3 separate regions of the Mus musculus genome follow, and all the other regions are linked to region 3. The links are chromatin contacts, called in public Hi-C maps. All regions are on one chromosome and are shown on one strand. Each heading gives the region's core, a stretch centred on a gene start, on an enhancer-like site or on the middle of the called end of the contact. The rest is flanking DNA. Distances are from core to core; before and after follow the strand shown.

Region 1 (3,639 bases), core at 1,002-3,501, 210 kb after region 3:
CCTCACTGACCCAGGAATTCATAGCAGGAAATTAGGCAGGATTAAGGAAGGCTAGTTTTCTTGTGTGAGAAGGGTAAAGGTGGAGGAAAGCTCCAATTGTTTGTATTAATCTTAACAGAAATATAAAAGGCATTAAGGGATTTTGCATCCTCTTTTCCTCCCTACCTCTTTTCGTGTGTGTGTGTTCGTGTGTGCATATATGTATGCCTATGGGTTGAGACAAAAGTCTCACAGGCCAGGAGACAAGGCACTATTTGTGTTTTCCTCTTCTGTTCTTAGCAAATATTTATGAATGAACATTATATGTCCTGTTCCAAACACTGAAAACACAGACACAAAGAGGAAAAATATGTTCTTTCTTAGGAAATAACTTGGTCATCTATTTAGGGATGCACGCCATGCAATCACTGTGAATCTGAAACCATTACGATGACTTATTCTATAGAGTATGTAGAATTTCCAGCCAAGGATAGCTTTTGTTTTGTATTAACAAGTACTTGGTATTTTTCAAAGTACATGTGAGATGACCCTGAGTGGTAAAACTGAGAGACTGAGACACACATAGCATTCAAGGACAAACTGTGATGAAGAGAGCCAGGCATGTAGTAGAAGTATTAAGGAAGGGATGTTGGTTTTTCTGATGGCACTCCCTACAGGAACAGGCATTCATTTGAGTCCTGAAATATGGCAGACTTGTATTAAAAGAATGAGAATGTATCTGGAGCAAAAGATCCCTTTAGGTACACTCCTTGGTTGATGGTCTAGTCTCTGGGAGAACTGGGTTGTCAGGCCAGCCTATGTTGTTCTTCCAGTGAGGTTGCAATCCCCCTCTGCCAGCTCCAGTCCTTCTGCCAGCTCCTCCCTCTGGTTCCCCGAGTTCAGCCCGATGGTTGGCTCCAAGCATCGTCCTCTGCACTGGTCAGTTGCTGATCGGACCTCCCCAGGGACTGCCACACTAAGTATGATATCATGGGATGGGGGTGTTGATGAAGGGGGTAACCACGAAGTGGGATATCATTTGAGATGTAAATGAATGGAATGATTAATATTAATAAAAGAAAAATATATCAAGAAAAAAAAAGAATGAGAATGTCTAGAGACATTTTGGGGGGGGGGGGAGAATATGCAGTCAGATGCATACTGTCAGGAAAGAAGCATGGGATATTAGGACACCAAGGGAAACTTGGTATAATGATGTAAGTGTTGGAGCATAAAAAACCGAAGGCAATGGATGAGTTGAACTCACGTTGCTGAGTTTGAACCATTCAATGAAAGACACAGGAAAGTGAACTTTCCATGCTGGGTGAATGGGTGGGATGTCAAAACGTCCGTACCTAACAAAGCACCTCATATTTCAGAAGATAGAAGAAGGAGATGACTCATTTAGAGATTTAGACCTGGAATGCACAAAGAATATGAATATAACCTGACATCAGTAACCTTAGTGGTTTTCCCCTGCTCACCTTGATAGCTGGAAGCTCAATGCTATGCTGCTTCAATTTCTAATTGACACTAATTCCCTTCGCCGCATCATCCAGGACTCGTGTATGTCTGAAGTGTGTGGCTGAAGCACTGTTTATATCTCCACATCTGCCTTTCGTTTATGTTTTCAGCTTGGATGCTGATGCCTCTGCACGGTGTTGCTTTATTCAGTGTGGCCAACTTAGGATCCCTTGCCTGGGCTCCTTCAGCCCTTGGTTCTATTCTGTTGAGGTCATGTGTCACACTCTAAGACACTGCTTAGATACTTGTCTGTAGTCTCCCTTCTCCCTTCCTCTCATCATCTAATTATATAAACTGGCTGTGAGCCCAGAAGGATAAAGACCTGGTGATTGAATAAGGAGGTCACTTCAGTTGACCTATGTTCTAAGATTCATGGAGTTTGGTTAAAAAAAAAATTGGACTACGTTTTTTAAAAAGTTAACTCTGAAACTGAAGATGTAAGTCAAGGGTAGAGAGCTTTCCTACCATGTGGAAGGACTTGGGTTGGCTCTCCTGTAACGTGCTCACACACTCGCACGTGGGTGCAGACACACACACACACACACACACACACACACACACACACACACACACACACGAACCCACCCACACAGAGTCAGTTACATAAGTATTTATTAGGATGAATGCATGAAATGGCTTGTTAAGACAGACTGCTAAAATGTACATAAGAGATATATGTTAGACAGATGGCAGTGTGGCTTTCTTTTTTAAAATGTCGCCAGCTTTCTGATCCTAAATGGTAACAGCTGTAGGACCATGTGCTGTCCAATACCGTTCTACCCTGGCAGTTTCTTACATTCCTGCCATTATGATAGGATTTATAAGGATCCCTTTCAAAGGAGGGGAATCAGGGAGAGATTTGAGGGAGATGTAAAAATAGTCTCATAGTTAAGTGAACAGAAACTACCAAACTGAATTGCTGTTGAAATATAACGTGCAGAAGGGAACTAATCCAGTAAGAGCACTGAGGTAATTCACCAAGGCCTTTGCACCTCGGCCATCAGCAGAGAAACTCTCAGCCTGATTGCAGCTACTGAGGGTCTGAAGCCAGAGAGAGATCTAGATGCAGCCCTTGAACACTTCTAGGGAATTCTGTGGAATTATTAAAATGTTAATTCAGAAGCCACATCAAGATAATGCAGAAGGGTTGGAACTCCACAGGCCAAGGTGGCAACTGAAGCTGAGACATGTAAGGAAGACTGGGGCTTCAGGTTGAAGGGTCTGAAGCATCTAGCGTGGGGGTGCTATTTCATCAAAAAATGCTTTCAAAAAGGTTTTGTTGTTGTTGTCTGCCTGACTTTGTTTTTGCTTTGCTTAGTAACACTGACCAGCCAGAGGCCTGAATTGTTTCACTTTCATGCCCTGTTTATTTCTGCACACTTGCCACAGCCCTTACCACCTTCACCCCTCTTCCTCTGTGTCTAACTCAATCTCTCTCTCTCTCTCTCTCTCTCTCTCTCTCTGTGTGTGTGTGTGTGTGTGTGTGTGTGTGTGTGTGTGTGTATGTGTCACACATCTGAGTACACAGACTCATATACACATAGGCATGCAGGCATGCATACACGTACAGATTCAAACATACACAGATACAGGCAGACAAACAGATATACAGACAGACAGACACACACATACAGAGACAGACAGACAGGCACAGAGAGACAGACAGACAAATGCAGAGAGACAGACAGACAAATGCAGAGAGACAGACACATGCAGATACACACAAACACATACACACACATATATGCACACATGAATGCACATAAATATTCACACACAGGTCTGTGAGAGGCAGACAGACACACAGAAGTAGACACTCATACACAGACAGACAGGCAGACAGGCAGACAGACAGACACGTCTCATACCTCTTCTTTATCTGCTGGTCCTGGGTCACTGAGAGTTCAAGGTTGGTCACCATCAAGCCTGATTATTATGGAACAGGAAACATTCCCAACTCACATTTTGCTGCAATCATTACTGAGGTCCCCAGGAAAAGCAATCTATAGTGACAGTAATCAGAAGAAGTCTGCAGGAGGTCGAGTGGCTAGGAAAACCAAGTGAGAAGTCCTGCCTACGTGAATCAGAGGTTTTCTGCAATTGCTTGATGTGATTTCCACAGCAGATATAAAGATG
Region 2 (3,820 bases), core at 217-2,716, 180 kb after region 3:
TGTGGGGGGTCACATGTTCCACAAATCATGAGGAAAACAGCAATCTGCACCCACACATATATGAGAATGAATGCATGCACTTACCTGTGGGTATCAACAAATATTTGCAGATATTGGATACATATGTGTCAGGAATTGCAGGCATAGAGGAGACAGGAAGATATCCCTTGTGCAGAAGGAGATACAGCATAGTTTTATGGTAAAAAAAATATACTACACTCAAAGGTGCTCATCCTACATCATTGTCACAGCTTCTCTGTGTTCGCTGAAAGACATTCATCACTTACTCTCAGTGTATTCGTTTTTAAGGAGGATGAGCATAAAATTGAGGATCAAGGTAAAGACTGGAAGTAATGCAAGTAAAAGTTTCAGTGTAGCATGTATTCATTTAATGTCATTAAAAAATCATTATTACACCAACCTTTAAGCAGTATTCATAGAGTGATAACCGCAGAAGCTAACCTCTCTAGCAAGCAGTACGTTTCCATTCAAGAGTGTTGATGGATGAATGGAACTAGAATGTATTCCATACATGTAGGAAATTATTGACAAGTAAATCAGTAAAGACATAGGAAGAGTTGGATTAGGGAAAAAAAAAAGCTGTATTTTTGACAGTACCATCAAGGAGAGAGGGATGCGTTTGAAGTCATGGTCATGCTGTATTTTATTAAGAGAGAAAAAAAAAGTTGCCAGTAGCGCTCACATGTAACTTTGCCCCAAAATGGACAGAAGGATGTGTGGAACTGAACAAGAAAGCACCTGGTTGCTATTAACACAGTCTTCCATGTGACATTAACTGCTTTAACTGGAAAGCTCTAGGGGGAGAGAAGAAGAAAACGAAACAAAACGTTCTTTGGGGAAAAGGATTGAAAGAAATTTACAACTTCTTTAAATACCATGAGCGGATCATAAAATTGCAGTAGCTACTCAGTAGTATAAGCACACTGGTATAAAAAATCAGTCGTTCATGTATGCTCTTGGCCACACACTAGTCACTCCAAGTCAGCCAACAGTTGGACACTAGGCAGTTCTCAAAGCTCCTGTGCCAGGCATCCCACAGGACCCTCATATTCTCATGATATCCTATCCAGACTTCTAGTACATAGACAAAGAAAACCTAGATTTATTGAGGTCAAGTAACTTAGTCAAGGTACTGATGGTCTGAATTTATAACCTCTGAGTCCATTGCTTCAGAGCACACTGACAAAATTTCAAAGCCATGAATCAAGCAGTATGGATGTTGAAAAAAAGGTATCTGAGGTCCCAACATTTGTGAGTTCCATGTTAGGAGATGCCCATAAAGTCCCGTGTCTCTCTGATCAAGGGGCAAGCAGAAATGGCAGAGCCAATATGAGGCTGGGAAGTGAGGTTTCACGAAATGCCGAGTGGGGGACAGTTTCTTTCCCTTCCTTCCTTTCCTCCTCTCTGACTCAAGCTCCCCACCCTTTTCATGGTAGCTTGGTTTTACTTTCTTTGGCTTGAAAGCAACTTCTGGAAGACCTCAGCAGTCCGGAGACACGGAAGACAGTCAGCCAGAGGAAGACAAACAAAACTGACACCGAGCAAAAACTGCAAAGGCATTGAAAATGTGAGCTCTAATTTTCACTCCCCTGCATGAAGCCTGCCAGACGCAGGGCTCCGAAAGAGAAAAAGAGAAAATAAATCTGATTTGCTCTAAAAAACGGGCCAAAAATAACCTTGCTTTATCTTGCAGAAAAACACAGAAAATCTTTCCTTTCTTTCTGTGTGGTTGTCCTTTCTCCTTGGCTGGGACGGAGAGTAGGAGCCCCAGGCTCAGGCCTGGAAGAAGACAGTGGACCAAAACAGTCTATGGGACATGGAGATGCTGGGTTGTGAGCAAAGCTGCTGACTAAAAGCCCTGAGTTTGGCTAGGGACAGCATGCTTGAGGAAGAGGCAGCTGCTGGTCCCAGAGGATCTCATTTGCATATGCTAATCCAAAGTAATTTCTGATCAGTAATAGGCCCTCCCTGCATCCTCCAAAATATTTTCTGTGTTCTTGCTTCCCATCCTCACTGACCCTCAGAGTTTCTGACAGTTTTGCCAAGTTCTCTTCTCTGGACTCCTCTTCTAGGCTATTTTCATCTTCCTCAGGTTTTCTAAAATACAACTCCAATGTCCCTGTCTTCTGGGTGACACATCATCAAGTGCAGAAAACAGTCTCTATTAAATCCAGGGCAGCATTCGATTTGTCTCCCTCTGACCTCAGCCCCTCAGCCATCTTTCTCAATTTACCACATGTTTGTTTGTTTGTTTGTTTGTTTGTTTTTCCTTTCAGGGTTGGTCCATAAACCTACTTCGCTCCCTCCACTCTGCCTCCCCAGCCCCTTCTTTTATCTCCCCAATCTCCAGGACATTCTTTCTGCTCCAATGGTAGTTTTGCTCTGAGGGAAGAATTCTTTCTGCAAATGATATCTCAGTGACTTATAATTTCATTCCTGGAAAAAAAAAATACAGTTTTCCCGAAACCTACTGATAAGGAACCCAAGGTCAGAGAGGAGACAGCCCGTATTCAAAGTCACAGGCTCATCAGAGACAGAATAGATGCATGCACCCCATAAAACTGGGATGCAAACTCCTGTGATTGGCAGCTGCCTAGAACATGTGTATGAGGTTTCCTCAGTTCCTGAGCTCTCTAAGTGGCATGATGCTGCTTCTGGAATAGCAATGCTGGGAGAGAGTCCAGGTGTTGCTGCTGTTGGGGAGAGAGCTGATGATGTTGCCCTACACTGTTTTTGGCCTCTTAAATTTCTCCACAATACAGAATCTACTTTTAGCTCAGAAATCAAACACGGTGTTATTGTTCTTGCCAATTTCCTGTTTTAAAAACAAAACAAAACAAAACAAACAAACAAACAAACAAACATAATATCCTATTATTTTGCCAAGGGGGGATAAAAGTCCTGACCGAGTCAAAGTCAGTGTCCGTGAAGACACGGGAGCGTAGGAAAGAGGAGGCGGCTCCACAGTGAGTGTGTCCAGGGTGGGAAAGGGAGCTGGGATGTGTGATGAGAAGACTTTGGTGAGGAAGAGCCTGTCGAGGGGCTGTGGGTTCCTGACCTGAAGGAATCACCTCAAAGTGAGGGAGTCTCACTTACTCAGTAACAAGGCATGGCCAGGTCCCTCGTTTGTGTCATTTGCAACCCTGGATAATGTAGAAGCCAACCCTTCTGACATCTCCAGCCATGTGGATATATAGCCATATATATTGTATAATATATGTGGCATGAAAATGAAAATTCTGAAGACCTTCTTTGGACCAGCTAAGGCAAAATGCCTAATACTGAATTGAGTACTGTCTATATTCTTAATAAGATTTTTCATGGACTCTGATGCTGTTTTGTTTTGTTTTGGGGGGTTGTTTTGTTTATGAGAATTGATGCTAGAAATGGTGGGAAAGGCACAGACAGAGTGAGCATTTGACTGTGTATCCCTGCTCCCAACAGGAGTCTACAAAATATTACACACTGTCCCTTACACAATCCTCTCCCTTCCATTTGCTCTTCACACAGCCCTAGATCCATGGAGTTTGTACAACCACGGAGCTTTTCCATGTTTCAACCTTGACAGCAGTTCCCGTGTTCTCAGGGAGCTTCTCACATAAAGACAGCTCAGCCTTTCTTTGCAAATTGGACATGAAGTGCTTTGCGTGCACTGTATTTGCTCAGGAGAAGTTGCATCCTGCAAAAAGGCAGTGATGTCCCTTCTCAAAGAGGGGAGTGTCTTGCAGAAGGGGCAGATGCCACAGAAGCTGTGTGATGCAAGATACAAACCATGATACAGAAGCACATGGGGTACCAC
Region 3 (3,686 bases), core at 797-3,296:
ACACGCACACTCACAAAAATTTGTAAATATTTATTTTTGCTATTTGTACACACACACACACACACACACACACACACACTTAGAACTCTAGAGGTTTCCAAGGAGCTGTGTATTAGGAAGGAGTGATGGTAGAAGAGTAAATAGGGGTAGGGAGTGGGGAGATCACCAGACTCTGGGTTCTGGAACAGGGAGATGAGAGAGGGGCCCAATGAGGAGGCCACTCTAGATAGGTTCATGCCTGAAAACACTATGAGGGAGAAGACCTCTATCCAATGTAAGAATAGCACAAGGAAGATCCAAGTCCTCCCCTCCCCCAGTGACCAGCAGCAGCAAGAGTAATAGGCAGCGATGAGGAGGAGGTCATGGTGAGATCCTGGCCTGGCCTGCCACCAAGGGTCCTGCTGCAGGTAGGGTCTGTGTTGATATCTGTGGACAGAGTTATCACCAAAGGCCAAGCAGATGCCACCAGAAACCATGTGAATATCTGAAGGTGGTGCTGTCATGGGGGACATGCTCATCTGAGTGACCTGTACTGTCGCCCTAGGTCATAGGGACATCTGGGCTCATGTTGCTGCCGGGGACTATGTCTAGGTTTGTGACCCTACAGCAGTTGTGATCTATGTTGACGTCCCAGGCCTGTGTTACCACCAAAAGCCATGCAGATGTCCCTAGTCCAGACTGCTGCATGAGGCACCGTGCTGAGTTGGCTTTACCCCTTGCCTGGGTAGGATAATAGAGCTGCCCATGACAGCAGGGGAGCAGGTAAGCTAGCCTGAGAGTGTGAGTACTGGAGAGCTGGCCCTGCCCCTAGTCTGCCATCTTTCAGTGGCGTGGCTCGGGTGAGGGAGAGATGCCCTCCTTCCCACCATCCTTGTACAGCCTGTGCCAGGCAGGTGAGCTGGCACCAAAATCATGAGAGGATCAAAGCTGGCCTTGTGGCTCATGCATTCCAGCACTCAGTAGAGTGAGAACAGGCCCTGTACCCTCACCTCGGCAGCCCAGTAGAGCTGATCCTGGTGGTGGGGTTCAGGAAAGTAGTCCCTGTGGGCAAGAGTGCAGGAGAGTTGGCCTTGCCCCTGGTCTGCCATGGGATGGGGTGGGGTAGGTGAGGAAGAGATGCCCTCCTTCACAAAGCACACATGAGCTGGCCTTGAGGACATGAGAGCTGGAGAGTGGACTCTGCCCCTTGCCTTCTGTGGCACTGGGTGAGCTAGCCTGGGCAGCACTAGAGAAATTGTTCTGGTGGTAGTGGTACAGGAGAACTGGTGAGTTGGCAAATTCAGCTACCTCCCAGGCCCAGATCCAGAGCTTCAAGTTGACCCACCTCAACATCTACGCTATCTATGATCTGCTGGGATGGGGGAAAGGACTGGTCCTGCAGATCCAAAGCTGCAAGATCTTTATGACATAGGACATCAGCAGAGTATCTGAAAAGAGTCCCCATGAGGATAGAGTATTGATAGTGTAGCACAAGCTAGAGGCCTCTAAATAGATAGAAAAATGATTTATTGAAATGAACATTTGCAAATAAAGGTGTATGAACAAAAGGGTGTAGTGTGGGACATACTGTGACACACTGTAGCTTCCATGAGATTTTTCTTTGTATCTTATTTTGGGTGGGTACAAAGGAATGGGAAGATGAGTGAGATTGGGGTACATGATGTGAAATTTGCAAAAAAAAAATCATTAAAAATTAAAAAAAAAAAGAATAACACAAGGACAGCAAGAACCCAGACTCAAAAGTGGGAAAGGAGACTACACCAAGAGGGTAGTGGCAAAGAGGAGATGTGGACCAGTGACTGAAGAACAGAAGAAGCTCTATCAGCCAAAGGTCAATAGACTAGGAAAATCTCATCTCTTTGTATTAAGTCATGGCAGTCCCCCACCTATGCTAAGCTCTCATGAGGTTTAGCCATTAAATGCTGTGTGATTTTGAGATGGACGTGCATGTCTCTGGTTCTGTTTCTCACAGTTGTAGGTAGGGAAGGGGTTTGGACAGTTTGCAGTAATCTTTCCAGCATTAATATCTCTGTCTCTTATATGTGCCTTCTTTCTAGTTTCACCTGGAGTCTGCCCCTTCTTTGTTTTCCTAGCAAATATAAGCTGTCCTCCTGTTGACTTCTTCAATGCTGGCTTCATGACTACACCTTCACTGGCCCACAAGTCAACACCAGCCTTGACCAAAACATTCCATTCCAGGAGGAGAACTGAACGGATTGGAGGAAGAAGCAGAGATTAGAAACAACAGGCTTGCACATTCCGATTGTTCTTAACTTGATTTCAACTTTTGACCTGTAATGCTTTCCAGCTGTTTTGAACTCACACAGCCCATCTTGATTAGACTCACCCCCTAAGTGATGCAAACAGAGGAGACAGCTTCAGAGAGCCATCACCCCACCCAAATGAGTCTGGGGTTTGCAATTCTTGGATGGGTATGTGGATCTGGATCCCAGGCTTTGCATTCCCAGTACAGTCCTACAGGAGGGCTCAGGCAAGACAACCCCTCCAGCCCCTCCCCCCAAAAGATGACCTCTTTTACAGTCTGTTTTTACAGTGCAGAGTGGGAGCATCAGAATCCCTGCCCCTGTCAAAATAACATATCCCAGGTGGTGGGAGTTAACGGGAAGGCAGGCAGAGAGCTCTGCTTCCAAAGTACACATTGCCACAAATGAGAACCAACTGGAGTGAAGCTGGGCAGACGCAAAGGCAGAAAATTAAGCCCTGGGTTGGCTCTCTCTCTCTCCTTTACTCCCTTCCTTCCTTCTTTTCTTCCCCTCTCTCTCCTTTATTCCCTTCCTTCCTTCTTTTCTTCTTTACTTCCTTCCCTTCTTTCTCTTCCTTCTCTCCCTCCTCTGTCCTTCCATCCTACTTCCTTTCTTTCTTCTCTCCTTTTTTCCTTTTCTTCCTTCTTTTCCCTTCTTCCTTCCTCGCTCCTTCCCTCCCTCCCTTCCTCCTTCATTTCTTTCCTCTCTTGTGCTCTCTTCTTTTCCTCTATCTCCCTCTTTCCCTCCATCTTTCCTTCCTTTCTTTAATAGAAAATGCTACACCACACATGGTTTTTAAAAGACGACTTTCCTTACATGGGGAAAATGAACAACTGCAAGGAAGCTGCTCTCCCCAGGCTTGGGGGTGGGTCCTACATAGTGACATGCAATGTGACCTTCCATCCATCCAACAGGCCTGGGGGCCAGATGTCTGTGACTACACAAGTCAGAAGCTGAGCTAGAAGTACCTAAGCTTCGCAGAGTTTATCATTGCACTGGAGTAAACAGCCAACTCTATTTCTCCTTTTTATCACCGTGCCTTCAGGGAATCCTTTTGTGTTCAGTTTCTGTCCTAAGTGATCATGCTTTAGCTAGATTCCTTAGGAGAGACAATCCAGAGACTCAGAAATGTCATCAGAAGTTGGTTTTCCAAAGACGTTTTTCAGGGGGAATTAGAAGTTGCCACAGGCCTTAGATAGGAGACAGTAACCATCATGTGTGAAGCCAAGTGAAACACAGTATGGCGTTGGGGACATCATCCATCCATCCATCCATCCATCCATCCGGTGCATTCCTATGGTATGGTTAGGCCATTTATTTATTTATTTATTTATTTTCCATTTGGATGTGCCTCATCTTGTCAGCTCATTTTTGCTCATTAATGCAGAGAAATTCATCCTGTGGTTAAGTCTGAAAAAAAAA

Evidence for each region. A called contact is a pair of places that touch in the nucleus more often than the background predicts.
Region 1: a contact with region 3 is called in a Hi-C map of the 3T3-L1 cell line, with 5 times the contacts expected there. The contact joins two enhancer-like sites. A contact is called at or near these places in 2 of 484 Hi-C or Micro-C datasets (the 3T3-L1 cell line and nephron progenitors).
Region 2: a Hi-C map of uterus shows a contact between it and region 3, with 5 times the contacts expected there. The contact joins two enhancer-like sites. A contact is called at or near these places in 9 of 484 Hi-C or Micro-C datasets (embryonic fibroblasts, nephron progenitors and uterus).

The regions. Positions count from the first base shown.
Region 1 is chr8:103,198,508-103,202,146 of GRCm38.p6, reverse strand. No RefSeq gene overlaps it. Among named protein-coding and RNA genes, the nearest start is that of Gm32531, 71 kb to the left of the region's middle. Within about 2 kb of position 2,251, at least 24 of the 459 cell types and tissues checked have an H3K27ac peak or open chromatin away from gene starts, as enhancers often do.
Region 2 is chr8:103,228,982-103,232,801 of GRCm38.p6, reverse strand. No RefSeq gene overlaps it. Among named protein-coding and RNA genes, the nearest start is that of Gm32531, 40 kb to the left of the region's middle. Within about 2 kb of position 1,466, at least 35 of the 459 cell types and tissues checked have an H3K27ac peak or open chromatin away from gene starts, as enhancers often do. A contact at or near this core is called in nephron progenitors and uterus, where this site is marked.
Region 3 is chr8:103,408,096-103,411,781 of GRCm38.p6, reverse strand. No RefSeq gene overlaps it. Among named protein-coding and RNA genes, the nearest start is that of 1600027J07Rik, 62 kb to the right of the region's middle. Within about 2 kb of position 2,046, at least 54 of the 459 cell types and tissues checked have an H3K27ac peak or open chromatin away from gene starts, as enhancers often do. A contact at or near this core is called in nephron progenitors and uterus, where this site is marked.